Regions from separate parts of the Pelodiscus sinensis genome. Here region 1 is linked to region 2. Evidence: chromatin contacts called from public Hi-C data. All regions are on one chromosome and are shown on one strand. The core of a region is the stretch at or near the end of the contact, and the rest is flanking DNA. Distances in the headings are between cores, read along the strand shown.

The links. A called contact is a pair of places that touch in the nucleus more often than the background predicts.
Region 1: a Hi-C map of blood shows a contact between it and region 2, with 8 times the contacts expected there. The contact joins the promoter of MRPL47 here to the promoter of MFN1 in region 2. A contact is called at or near these places in 3 of 5 Hi-C or Micro-C datasets (blood, liver and an unstated tissue).

What each region holds. Positions count from the first base shown.
Region 1 is chr10:44,819,345-44,825,179 of ASM4963464v1, forward strand. MRPL47 (mitochondrial ribosomal protein L47) reads right to left here and starts at 4,282. Exons shown (of 7, transcript XM_075938033.1): 1 at 4,127-4,282; 2 at 786-931. The coding sequence starts at 4,212. It overlaps NDUFB5 (NADH:ubiquinone oxidoreductase subunit B5), which reads left to right and starts at 4,373. Exons shown (of 6, transcript XM_075938034.1): 1 at 4,373-4,532. The coding sequence starts at 4,406.
Region 2 is chr10:44,555,405-44,561,510 of ASM4963464v1, forward strand. It overlaps MFN1 (mitofusin 1), which reads left to right and starts at 1,711. Exons shown (of 18, transcript XM_075938022.1): 1 at 1,711-1,825; 2 at 3,164-3,285; 3 at 5,553-5,688. The coding sequence starts at 3,171.

The sequences.
Region 1 (5,835 bases), core at 3,032-5,531, 270 kb after region 2:
ACGTTCAGAGCAAGGGAAAGTTGTAGGCAGAACCAGAGAGACAGAGGGAGACAGATATACAAGTAGGTTTAGGGATAATACTGTTTTCCTTATTCTAATAAAGGTCCTTGTTCAGTATTGGAGATGCAACCCTTTTCGTGATCTCTCACCACATGAAAATATGGCTGAAGACAACACACTGGGCTATAGGGCTTAGACATTTTGACTCTGCTCAATATTCCACTTATATTTAAAATCCTGCATATTAATTTGTGCATTTTCAACTGCAGAAGTATATCAAAGATACTGTGACAGGGAAGGTTAAAAGGCTTGATAGAAAGGGAAAGAGGCAGCTCTTACAAGAGGAACAGCAACAGCCCTGGCTAAGTAGAGTAGCTGAGACAGGGTGGCTACAAATTAACAAGGGCTAGGTGAGCTGAATCAGGCTGCCATAGGGCCTCTTTAAAAACCTTCCGTAGGGAGGCAGGAGAGGGAGAGTTGAGAAGGAGCTGGAGTGAGACAAACAACTGATAAGGAGACCATAGGAGCCAAACAGAATAGTCAGGGCTTGGAGGGGGTGGAGGAGTGTATTTGAAGACTCCCTTTTCCCAAGTGGCCAGACGAGGACTGCCTACTCAGCCCAGACTGACCCAGGGTACTGGCCCTATTACTCTGTTGTTTTGCTGCAGGACAGAAGGCCAAATGCCAAAACAAGGCGAGTGAGTCTTGTACTGTGGCCCCTAAACTGTGGGATAGTGGATGGGCGAGGGGCCCAGGAGTGGTTAAAAAGGTTAAAAATAACTTACCAGATTTAACAACAGTTTCTCCCCAATTCTGTGGGTTATCAAAGAACTCCTCCAGTCCTTTCTGTGACAAAGTAGTATGGAGAAACTTACAGTGATATAGGGGTTCTACTTTTGTAGTGTTCTTATGGAGCAGGTTTAAGGTTAATCTGCAACAAAGGCAAAGAAAAATATATATTTGATTAGGAAAAAAGGAGATCTAGTAAATATGAACTTTACTTTTGTTTCCACTCTCATAGACACCTTCTTATTCTGATAGAAAACTTATTACAATCTGCAGATTCTCAACACTAGAAGTAGCAGAGTCCACCAAAGAAACATTCAAAAGACATTGGTTCAATTCTTGGGTCTGTCAATTAAAGACATCTGTTTTCATTTTCCCCCTCAGACTGCGTGTGTCTCTCTCATTTGTTTATAAGCTTGATGTTTATAAACTTGATGAACAAGGAATTTTCTCTTAACATGAGTTTGAATAGTGCTGAACACAAAGATCATGGCTGAGACTTCTAGGCACTACTATGAAATAAATAAATAAATAACTGGTATAAACAGCATTTGTGAAAACCAAGAATGACATGCAGAAACCAAGTACATTTCAAAAAATTGTAATATTGTGTGCAGAAGGACCGCGTTGTCACACAAAAAAAATGTTAAAAGATCATTAACATCCACTGGGTGCATCTGTTTTTAAGGTATTACCTGTGGGAAAATGCTAATGTTGTTTGGAAATAAATGTAACTACTTCATGTCAAGAACCTCTTTTTCAAAGGAGTATAGCAATGGCAAATCTAACATTTAGATTACAAATTGTCCTTCTCATAGTGACTACATTTCATAATATACTTTGCGAAACAAGCTGGTAATTAGGGATATTAAAATACAGGATTCTTTTGGTAAACATGTAACCATCAGCAGTTACACACTAGAGGGGAGAGGGGAAGGCACTTCCAGTAGAGCTGCCTGCTCTCTCCTCGCCCCCATATTAGTGGCAGCACTGTGTGTGTTTGTGTGGTGGTGGGGGGGAGAAGCAGGTGACTCCCCAGGAGCCAGTGCTTGCAAGGAGCCTGTTCAAAAGCCGACTCCCAGTGACCACTGATTCCCACATGCTCACCCATGCTGCTACCTCTGATCTAGAGGCAGCAGTGTGTGGGGGAGGTGGCTTGAATGTAACCATGAAGGTTAAATGTGTACACCAGTGGTCCCCAACGCGGTGCCTGTGGGCGCCATGGCGCCCGCCAGGGCATTTGTGTGCGCCTGCCAACAACCTGGGCCGGCGCCTGGTGCGTGGCGCGCGGGCGGCCCCAGCCCCGGGGCACATGCGGGTGCGCGGGCACAAGGCGCTCAGGTGGCCCCGGCGCATATGCCGGCGCCAGGTGTAAGGGCATCCGTGCCCCAGGACGCGCGGCTCCGCCCCCGGGCGCCCGGCGCGTGAGTGGCCCCGCCCCCGGGCGCCTCTAAAGGTTGGGGACCACTGGTGTACACTATCACACCCCTATTAGTAATATGCCTGCCAACAATTGATGGAAGTGCTAGCTCTAATGGAATTTGGTCACTAAAAGCAATCTCAACAGTGACTGTGGCAAAGAAACTAGACCTTTCTGATTTTATAGGCAACAAAATATCATCTCTGGCTACTAGCGTGGACAAATGTTTGTTAAAACATCATTATCTTGAAATACAAGCTTTTAATTTACATACCCAAAAGTGCTGTAAAGGCCTGTAATGCCTAAAAGTGACAGACACCATCATCAAATCTGCAAGTCCTATATACTGATGGATTAATTTCTTTAGCTTGTTTTTTTTTTTTAATATCTCCATTTTCAAGATTCATTGTTTCTGATGTCAATTTACAACAAAGAGAACACCTATTTTGTGTGGGACAGAAATAAGAGTAGGTCAAAAAATTAATGTGATCCCTTCTGGGAAGGTACAGCTGAGACATATTCCACAGTTTTCTGTAACAACTTCAATTTCATGACAACCAGCTGTATTAAAATCTAAATCTGAAATTTCAATACATTGTTTTGAGAAACAGATTAATGTTACTCAGATATTAATCAATGAGAAGTCTTATGAAGTACCAATCTGGGTTTAGTCAGGGCTTAATCCTTAAAGAAATATAAATTATGTGAAAGAACACACAGATATCCATTTTATACACACAGGTATCTGCAGATGTTCATGCAAATATCTGCAGTTCATTTTTGCAGATGTGGATAAAATGTTGGTAACTAATTGACCATTCATTATAGGGAACTTTCTGGGTGTCTGGCTGGTGAGTCTTACCCACATGCTCAGGGTTTAGCTGATCGCCATATTTGGGGTCAGGAAGGAATTTTCCTCCAGGGTAGATTGGCAGAGGCCCTGGAGGTTTTTCGCCTTCCTCTGTAGCATTGGGCACAGATCACAGCTGAAGGACTCTCTGCATGTTGGGGCCTTCAAAGTATTTGAAGGCTTCAATATCTGAGACATAGGTGAGAGGATTATTCTAAGAGGGGTGGGCGAGATTCTGTGGCCTGCGCTGTGCAGGGGGTCAGACTAGATGATCATAATGGTCCCTTCTGACCTTAAAGTCTATGAGTCTATGAAATCTAGAGATATTTGTGGCTCACTTTTGTGAATGTAGATACATATTTTGTATCCATGCAGGGCTGTAATAATCTTGCTTGCTGTGTGTGGATATTATTTAAAAGGATGACTTTGCCCAACAGCAGTTTCATACTTGATTGTCCCCGGGATGAAAAAGGATGGCATTAGCACTGATTGAATCTATTTCATTACATAGCTAATAAAATAGGTGTTGAAATATTATGGGGATAAGCATCATTTAAGGAGTGGAACAGAACATAGCGAAGCTCTTTGCAAACACACCCAAATTCAGGATTTTGTTGTAACTGTGACAGTGGGTTTTGGAGGAGGTCCGGTAGGAGCTGGACTGTAGCTGCAAATTCATTTGAGGGAGACCAAAGCACAACCATCACCCTCGCGCTGGGCGCCACTGCTCCCCCCTTGTAAGGACAGAAATCCCAGGCCCTGCGGGTTCTGCTTCCCAACAAGGTCGGCAGGTTCCACGGGAACGACCCCACGTGCGCCTCAAAACGACGCTACTGCCAATGAACACGCGTCGGCCCAACAGGCCCTTCAGCCTATCAACAGCCGTTCAACGGCTCTTCCTCAGCCGTTCAACGGCCACCAGCGTCCCGGGCCTCAGCCGCCCCAAGCACACGCTGTCTGGGCTGGGTCGAACCCAGAGCCCCTATCCACGGCCGGGGCTCACCCACACGCCCGTCTCCTTCCCCAGACCCCCGGTAACGAGCCCCCCATCCACGCTCAACGCGCCCTACCCGGAAAGGCAGGCGGCTGGCGGCGCCTGTAACGCTCCTGAGACCCTCAAAAGGCTGGAGAAGCGGCGGCAAAGAGCAGCCGCCATGATACCTCCTCCCCCTCCCGCCCATCAGGCCTTGCGCCCACTTCCGGCTGGGAGACCGGAAGGAGAGGGCTCTGGGGCGAACTCCAGGACAACCTGCCCGATTCCAAGATGGTGGCACTACGGCTTCGACAGCGTTGGGGTTAAATAGCCAGGGCCCCCCCCCCCCCCCCCCCGCCTGCTGCCAGTTTCAGACATGGCGGCTATGAGCCTCCTGCTCCGGGCAGCGGCTGCTTTGGGGGCTCGCAAGGTCCCGATCCATGCTGCGGGCGGGGGGCGCGTTTCCTTGCTGGACAGGAGCATCCTGTCCTCCGGCATCTTCGGTAGGGAGCCCCGGGTGGGGGGGGGGGGAGGATGCTCGGTGGCGCTAGCGGGGTGACCTTGGACAGTGGCGCGGGGGCTTTGGGCAGCGGTGGCTCTGAGGCGGGGTGGTTGGGTCTCCTCTGGGGGGAGGGTTTCACTGGTGGGGGGGGGGGCTCCTTGGGGTGGGGCTTCTATCAACAAGGAGGAGGGATTTTTTTTCTAGCGGTCAGAGCACCGCCGTGCGGGCCCTGGGATTCACACGCTCCTCGTGTGATTGTGACACCCCGTGGGGCCAACCGGCAAAGGGTTTCCTGCTCTGTCACGGAGACCGTTACACTCAGGCCTGAGAAACACTCAGCACCTGACACTAGGGCTGTTAAAAAGCGGTTAATTAGATAACCGTATAACCGCTGTAAGCCTGAGCGGTTACACGACCACACACCGCGGGCTCTGCTGTATAAAACTTGTACAGCGGAGCCCCAGGTGCAGCCGGCTCACTGGGAGCAGGGCCAGCAGCCACTGTGCACTGGGAGCTCGGGCTGCCGGCCCCATGCCTAGAGAGCCAGCTGTGTTGTGTGCTTTACAGTATAAGGTTTATACATCCACAGCATGGGGTGTTAGCCAGCTCTCCAGGAGCGGGTCCAGGAACCTGCTATGGTAACAAATAAGCGTATGCTTATGTTAACCATTTAAATAGTTACACTGTTACTTTTCTAGTAGAGAGTGCTGCCCCGCATCATGGGCAGGTGGAAGGTCCACACAGCTGCCCAAACTCCCCAGTGGGGCTCCCTGACTTTATTGGGGTGTGTGGAAAGGCTATGGCTTCCCTGGCACCGCCATTTCCAGTGCCTCTGATATTTTCATTATGTAAATATTTGTACTTTAATTTAAGGTCTGTGTCCAAGGCAGTGCTGACAAACAGGTTTTGGTCAGACAAAGGCTCTCAAGTCACACAACTCTCCACTGGTCATGCAGGTGAAGCGCTGGAAAACAATACAATGAAATCTCCATTTACATATGAAGGCAATAGGAAAGGTGTACGTAGGGGAAGAAAATCTAGCTATAAGGCTTCGCTTGACCTCACGCAAAGTTAGTGAACTACATCTGAAGGAAGTCTGTGCTTAAAAATTCTGCAACAAAAAATTGCAGCAAGTATGTCTGTAACTATACAGACGTCAAAAAAATGTCCTGAATCTTTTTTGTTAAATAGATTCCTTACTAGGCATATTAATACTGAACTCTGAATAATAATTCAGTTAAACTACAATACAAAACTATTTCTTGCACCCTTCAGACATAGCGCATGGTTGGGGGAAGTCAGAG
Region 2 (6,106 bases), core at 461-2,960:
TTATCTTTCTCAGTATAAGGGTAACTGGGTGAAATTTAATGGCCCGTGATATACAGATGATCAGAGTAGATCATCTAATAATCTCTTTTGGCCTTAAACTCTGTGCAAATGTTAACAGCTCCCATAATTTCTGCAGATAAAATTATTTCTTCTGGGGCTGAAACCAATCTCCTGATGGCATCAGAAAGTCTAACCTTCTCCTGGAATTAATTTCTGCCTGTAGGAAGACTTCTCTGGCTGTCTTCTCCAAACCCCATTTATGTACCTCTTATAGTAGCCAAGAAGATATTTGGGAACAGAGAGGGAGCAACTGCCACCCTTCTGCTGCCTTTCTTCTCCATTCTTTGAGAGGGTACTTAGTATCTCCAGGGCTGAGCAGCTATGTTTCCTCTTTTCACCCATTCTTGGTTCCATGAGCAATGGTTCACTCTGCTCTCTCCATCTCTTCAGTGCCAGGCCTGGGAAGTGGAGAAGGCATGAAGAGCTCCCTAGAGCTGTGCACCTACTCCAAAGGCCTATGAAGGGTAAGAAAAGGATACTGCTGCAGCTGTTCTCCAGGCATTGGGGGAGGCAGGGAGAAAGAACACTAGGGCTACGTCTAGACTGGCATGATTTTCCCAAATGCTTTTAACGGAAAAGTTTTTCTGCTAAAAGCATTTGCGGAAAAGAGTGTCTACATTGGCACAATGCAGGACAATGTAGCACTTTAAAGACTAACAAGATGGTTTATTAGATGATGAGCTTTCGTGGGCCAGACCCACTTCCTCAGATCAAATAGTGGAAGAAAGTAGTCACAACCATATATACCAAAGGATACAATTAAAAAAAATGAACAAATATGAAAAGGACAAATCACATTGCAGAACAGGAGGGGGATGCGGGGGGGGGGGGGGGAGGAAGGAAGGTAAGTGTCTGTGAATTGATATTAGAGGTCGGGAGAGTGGGATGTTTGTGAGTTAATGGTATTAGAGGTGATAATTGGGGAAACTATCTTGGTAATGGGTGAGATAGTTCAAGTGTTTGTTGAGTCCTTTTTGGAAAGTGTCGAATTTTAACATGAATGACAGTTCAGAGGATTCCCTTTCAAGTGCAGATGTAAAAGGTCGTTGTAGCAGAATTCTGCACAGACGCTTTTCTGCAAAAGCACTAGTGCCAATCTAGACGCGGTTTTGCGCAAGAAACCCCCGATTGCCATTTTTGCGATCGGGGCTTTTTTTGCACAAAACAATAACCCGTTGTCTACACTGGCCCTCTTGCCCAAAAGCATTCGCCCAAGAGGGCTTTTGCGTGAACGGGAGCAGCCCAGTATTTCCGCAACAACACTGACAATCTTACATGAGAGCGTCAGTGTTCTTGCGGAAATTCAAGCGGCCAGTGTAGAGAGCTGGAAAGTTTTTCCACAAAAGCAGCGGTGGTGGAGTAACTCGCCTCCATTTTAAAGAAAGACGGGAGCTCCCATCGCCTCCTGGGGCCCTTAGTAAAGATGGCGCTGAGAGCCAGATTCCGCTGTGGCGGGCTTGTTCCGTGCCCTCAGTGAAGATGGCGTCGCGCGTAAGACTTTCTCGCAGGCAGTTTTCCTTCAGTAAAGATGGCGACTCCCGGGGGGGGGGGGGGGGGGCTCATTTCCGGTCGTCTTCAGCTTGGCTGCCCTCGTTAAAGATGGCGAACCTTGCTTGCGGCGGGGGTACGCTAAGGGCAGAGGAAGCGGAAGTGATGCTGCTAGCTCCTCCTTCCCCCTCCCCCCCCGCGAACGGGGCGAAGAGGCAGGAGGTGCGGCGGCGGCGGCCCCCCCCCTCCCCCAACCGCAGCGCGCAGCAGTTGCTGGGTAACGGGGGAGCGCACGAGGCGGGGGCGCTGCAGGTGATAGGGACGCGGGGCAGAGAGAGGCTGTGGGCGGCTCTGGCGAACTGCCAGGGAGGTCACGGGGGCTGCGCCGTAGGACCCCCCCCCCACCAGTCATTTTCCTGTGGGGGGGGGGCGCTAGGGACCCCTTCCATCTCCCACCCCTTTCTGCGGTCCCGGTGTTGCGGGCGGCTGCGTCCGTGGCTCCCTGCCCCGGGCTCGTAGCCTGGTGTAACACCCCCAGCTGAGGGAGGGTGGCGGCTCCTGAAGCGACCCTCTTTCGAGGCCGGTGGCATGATGGGCTACTGTGAGCAGCAAGCAGATTGTTCGTGGCCCGGGGGGGGGTGGCGTGTCCCGCCGCGCCCCCCCCCCCCTCCCCTGGCACATGGGAGAAGCTAGTCACTTACCTTGCTGTGCTAGTCACTTTCATCGTGTGGCAATCCTGCCCTTTGCACAGAGCGGCAAACCCCGCCGAGAAAAGTTTAACTCTACACCTCGTTAATAACGAAGCAGGAGACTCTTGAGTTTGCAGCTTTGTCAAACCTTTCTCCTTTATATTTTTAAGTCCTAGAACTTTATTTTTTTAGTGGCCCATTAGAGAGACAAGGTGAACTGGCCTGTGAATAAATTGGCCAATGAATAAATTTAATTTATTGAGCATAGGGGAAAAAGGACCTGGGGAAATGCCTTGAAAATGTGGTCTGATTTTTTTTCATCTCTTTCTTGTTGGAAAAAAGGATATAAAATGTTCTGGTATACATGCGTCTAGGAGGCTAGATGACTTGGATTGGTGATGTAATTAGTCTTTCATTTATTGGGCTGTAGCTACAAGGCCTCAGAACAAAGTTAAGATGCTGTATTTAAATGCAGTTCCAGTTAAACTTGTTTCTACATAACCTGGTCTGTGAGGTGGAACCAAACTAAGGTGTTTAAAAAAGTGTTTCCGCTAACATCCTGAAATGATTATTTGCTGGGCTGACTTAATATTCTGTATCAAACCAAATCTAATAACTTGCTTTCTGGTATGTATGCATATGAGTTTTTATGTAAACAGATAAAGTAATTCATCTATGTATTTTATCTAGGACAGGAGAGAAAATATATTAGAAATTACAATTTTATCCCTTTGTAATTTGACATTTCTGTTGCTGCTAGATTAGAAAATTTAAAAAACAGTAACACTAATTTCAACTAACATTCAACTTGGTGTATCCATTTTTAAAATTTATGTTTTACTTGCTTCATTAAGGGAAGTTGATGTGTTGTGTTCTACTTATTTCTAGTAAGTGTTTCAGTCATTTGGATGTAATTTCTCTTTCAGTTGCATAATGGCAGAAACTATGGCCTCCCCCCTGAAACACTTTGTGCTGGCTAAAAAGACAATTACTGCTATATTTAACCAACTGCTGGACTATGTCACTGAAGGAGCAAGTTTTGTTGAAGGTTAGTTTTCACTTTTGGGGCAGGGACCTTGCATCTTTGTGTGTAAAAATTAGCATAACAGGTTTCTGGTCCTTATGGGGTCTCTGGGTACAATGATAACATATGCATTCTTCAATAAGAGTCTTGGGGTATATACAGATATTTTAAGGGGTGGTAGTATGGTGCAGTGAGTTGGGAAATCTAGAGTTTATTCTCTTCTTAGCTTGATTTAATGTATAACCTTAGGAAAGTCACTTAAACCTACACTTTCAAACTTGGATACCTAAAGACAGGCACTTTAATAAAAGTGGATTTTCAGAAGTGCTAAGCAGCTGCAGCTTTGATTTAATTAAACTACTTGTGCTAGGCAACATTGAGAGTATGTCATAACTGCAGAGTTAATGTGTGTTCTTACTCAAGTGTTGCCTCTAACCATCTGCCACTCCCCACACACAAGCTTCTGAGCAGAGTTATGTGATGCCTTCAGTTCAAGTTCAATGGCTCTTCTGGGACCTTAGGCGAAAGCCAGAGTCTTTCACCGGGGTTGGTATCCAGTGAGTGGCCAGTGAGGATACAGTGTAAACTACTTGAATGCTGATAGACTTCCGGTGTTCTAACAGTTTATTCCTTGTGACCAGAAAAAGAAACCACTTCTCCAACAATTCACTAGGAAAGAATCATTTGACAACTCAACCTGCTACAGCACAAAGAACTATTGCAGTGGCTCCCAACCTTTTTGAGCATATGGACCTCTTTTCAGTCTATTAAAATGTCATTGACTCCCCTCCCTGGGGGAGAAAAAAGAAAATAAAAAGTATCCTTCTTTTTAAACTTTCCATGGACCCTTTGCAGTACTGTTGCGGACCACAGGTTGGGAACCACTGAACCATTGGATATACCTTCCTAAAACTACTAGCAACACATAAGCATGCATGTAACACCAGTGTGGGCATAGTAACTCAAATGCGGCTATGGGAGTTTGGAATGGCTGCCATAAGAGGAGAGATTAATAAAACTGGGACTTTTCAGCTTAGAAAAGAGGAAACTGGGGAGAAGATCATGGAAGTCTATAAAATCATGACCAGTGTAAGGAAATTAAATAGGGAAACATTATTTACCTGCTCCCATAACACAAGAACTAGGGTTTACCAAATAAAATTAATAGGTAGCAGATCTAAAGCAAACAAATAGAATTATTTCTTCATGCAGTATATACAGTCAACCCATGGAACTCCTTGCCAGAGAATGTTGTGAAGACTAGGATTTTAACAGGGTTCAGACAAGAACTAGATACTTTTATGGAGGATAGTGACTATTAGCCAAGATGAGTAGGAATTAGGGATGAAACTTATGATTAATGTTAACCAGTGGAGGCTGGAGCAGCTCCCTGCCTGCCACAAGTAGGGGGCTGCTTCAGCCCTGCGGGGGGGCCTGCTGCTGACAGGGGCTCCTCCGGCATGGCTGGAGCAGCCTCTGTCCAAAGCAGGCCCAAGCGCCCTGCAGGCAACAGCTGTTCCAACCAGGTTGCCAGAACAGCTCCTGCTTGCAGGGTGCCTGGCCTGCTGAAGACAGGGACTGACACAGCCTGGCCAGTGCAGCCTATGTCTATGGCAGAGCAGCCCTCCTGTTTATCCTCCCTTAATCGTTTAACTGGTTAAACAGTATGTTTAATGGGTTAGCCAATTAAACAGGATTTTACATCCCTAGTAGGAATGGTGTCCCTAGCTTCTGTGTGTCAGAATCTAGGAATGGGTGACAGGAAAGGGATCACTTGATGATTATCTGTTCTGTTCATTACCTCTGGGGCGCATGGCATTGGCCACTGTCAGAAGACAGGATACTGAGTTTAATGGACCTAGTATGGCTGTTCTTAAGTTCTTATGTACTCATAACTGGGCTAAACTATTCTGGGTGCTAAGCCACCCAAGTTAACTCTAGATTTTAGATCAGGTCTTCACTGCATAGGAATCGTGATGATATTGATTATTCTTCTTCCCCTGCTCTTCCCTTCCCCCTCCCCTTGCCCCTATGAAGGAGAGGGAATCACAAAGAATGGTCAAAAAAGCAGAAAAGTGATATTAGTGACTTAGCAAACTTAGTTCAATGTGCTGCTGTGGCTTATTCCGGTTCCTAAATTCTTATGTTTTAGTTGGGAGAGTAGATTTAAAATGCTACTATCAGAGATTTTGTACACAGCTCTTTGTTTGTATTAAATAACTTAGTGTTGATGCTTTGGAACATAAGTTGGTCCCATTATTCCTTGTATAATTATCTTTTCTTATATATAGCAACATACAGGAACCCAGAACTTGAAAATGTAGCAACTGAAGAAGAACTACTGAAAATACAAGCATATAAAAACAAATTGGCTGTCATCGGTGAGGTGCTTTCTCGGAGACACATGAAAGTTGCATTTTTTGGCAGGTAATAAATTTTATTACCTAACTAAATTGGATTTTCTCTTTCAAGGTTTAATGTTTATCTCTTTAATTTTATATGTGCTTGGATTTTCCATAATGCCTTGTAATGATTTGTTACCAATATCGATATGGATGCGATACACATTTTATATCTAGAACCCTACAAACTGGTGGATATCAGTTTTATATCCACGGGTATCTGCAGATCATTTTTGCAGATTGGTATACAGATACCAGTTTTGTATCCAGGCAGGGCGCTCTTGATAGGTCATCTGATGAGTTCCCTACCCTGAGGCAGGACTTAAGTATAATATAGATCATCCCTATCAGCTGTTTCTGTAACCTTTTCTTAAAAATCTCACGTGACAAATTCTACAACCTCCCTAAATAATTTTGTTCCAGCGCTTAGCTATCTTTACAGT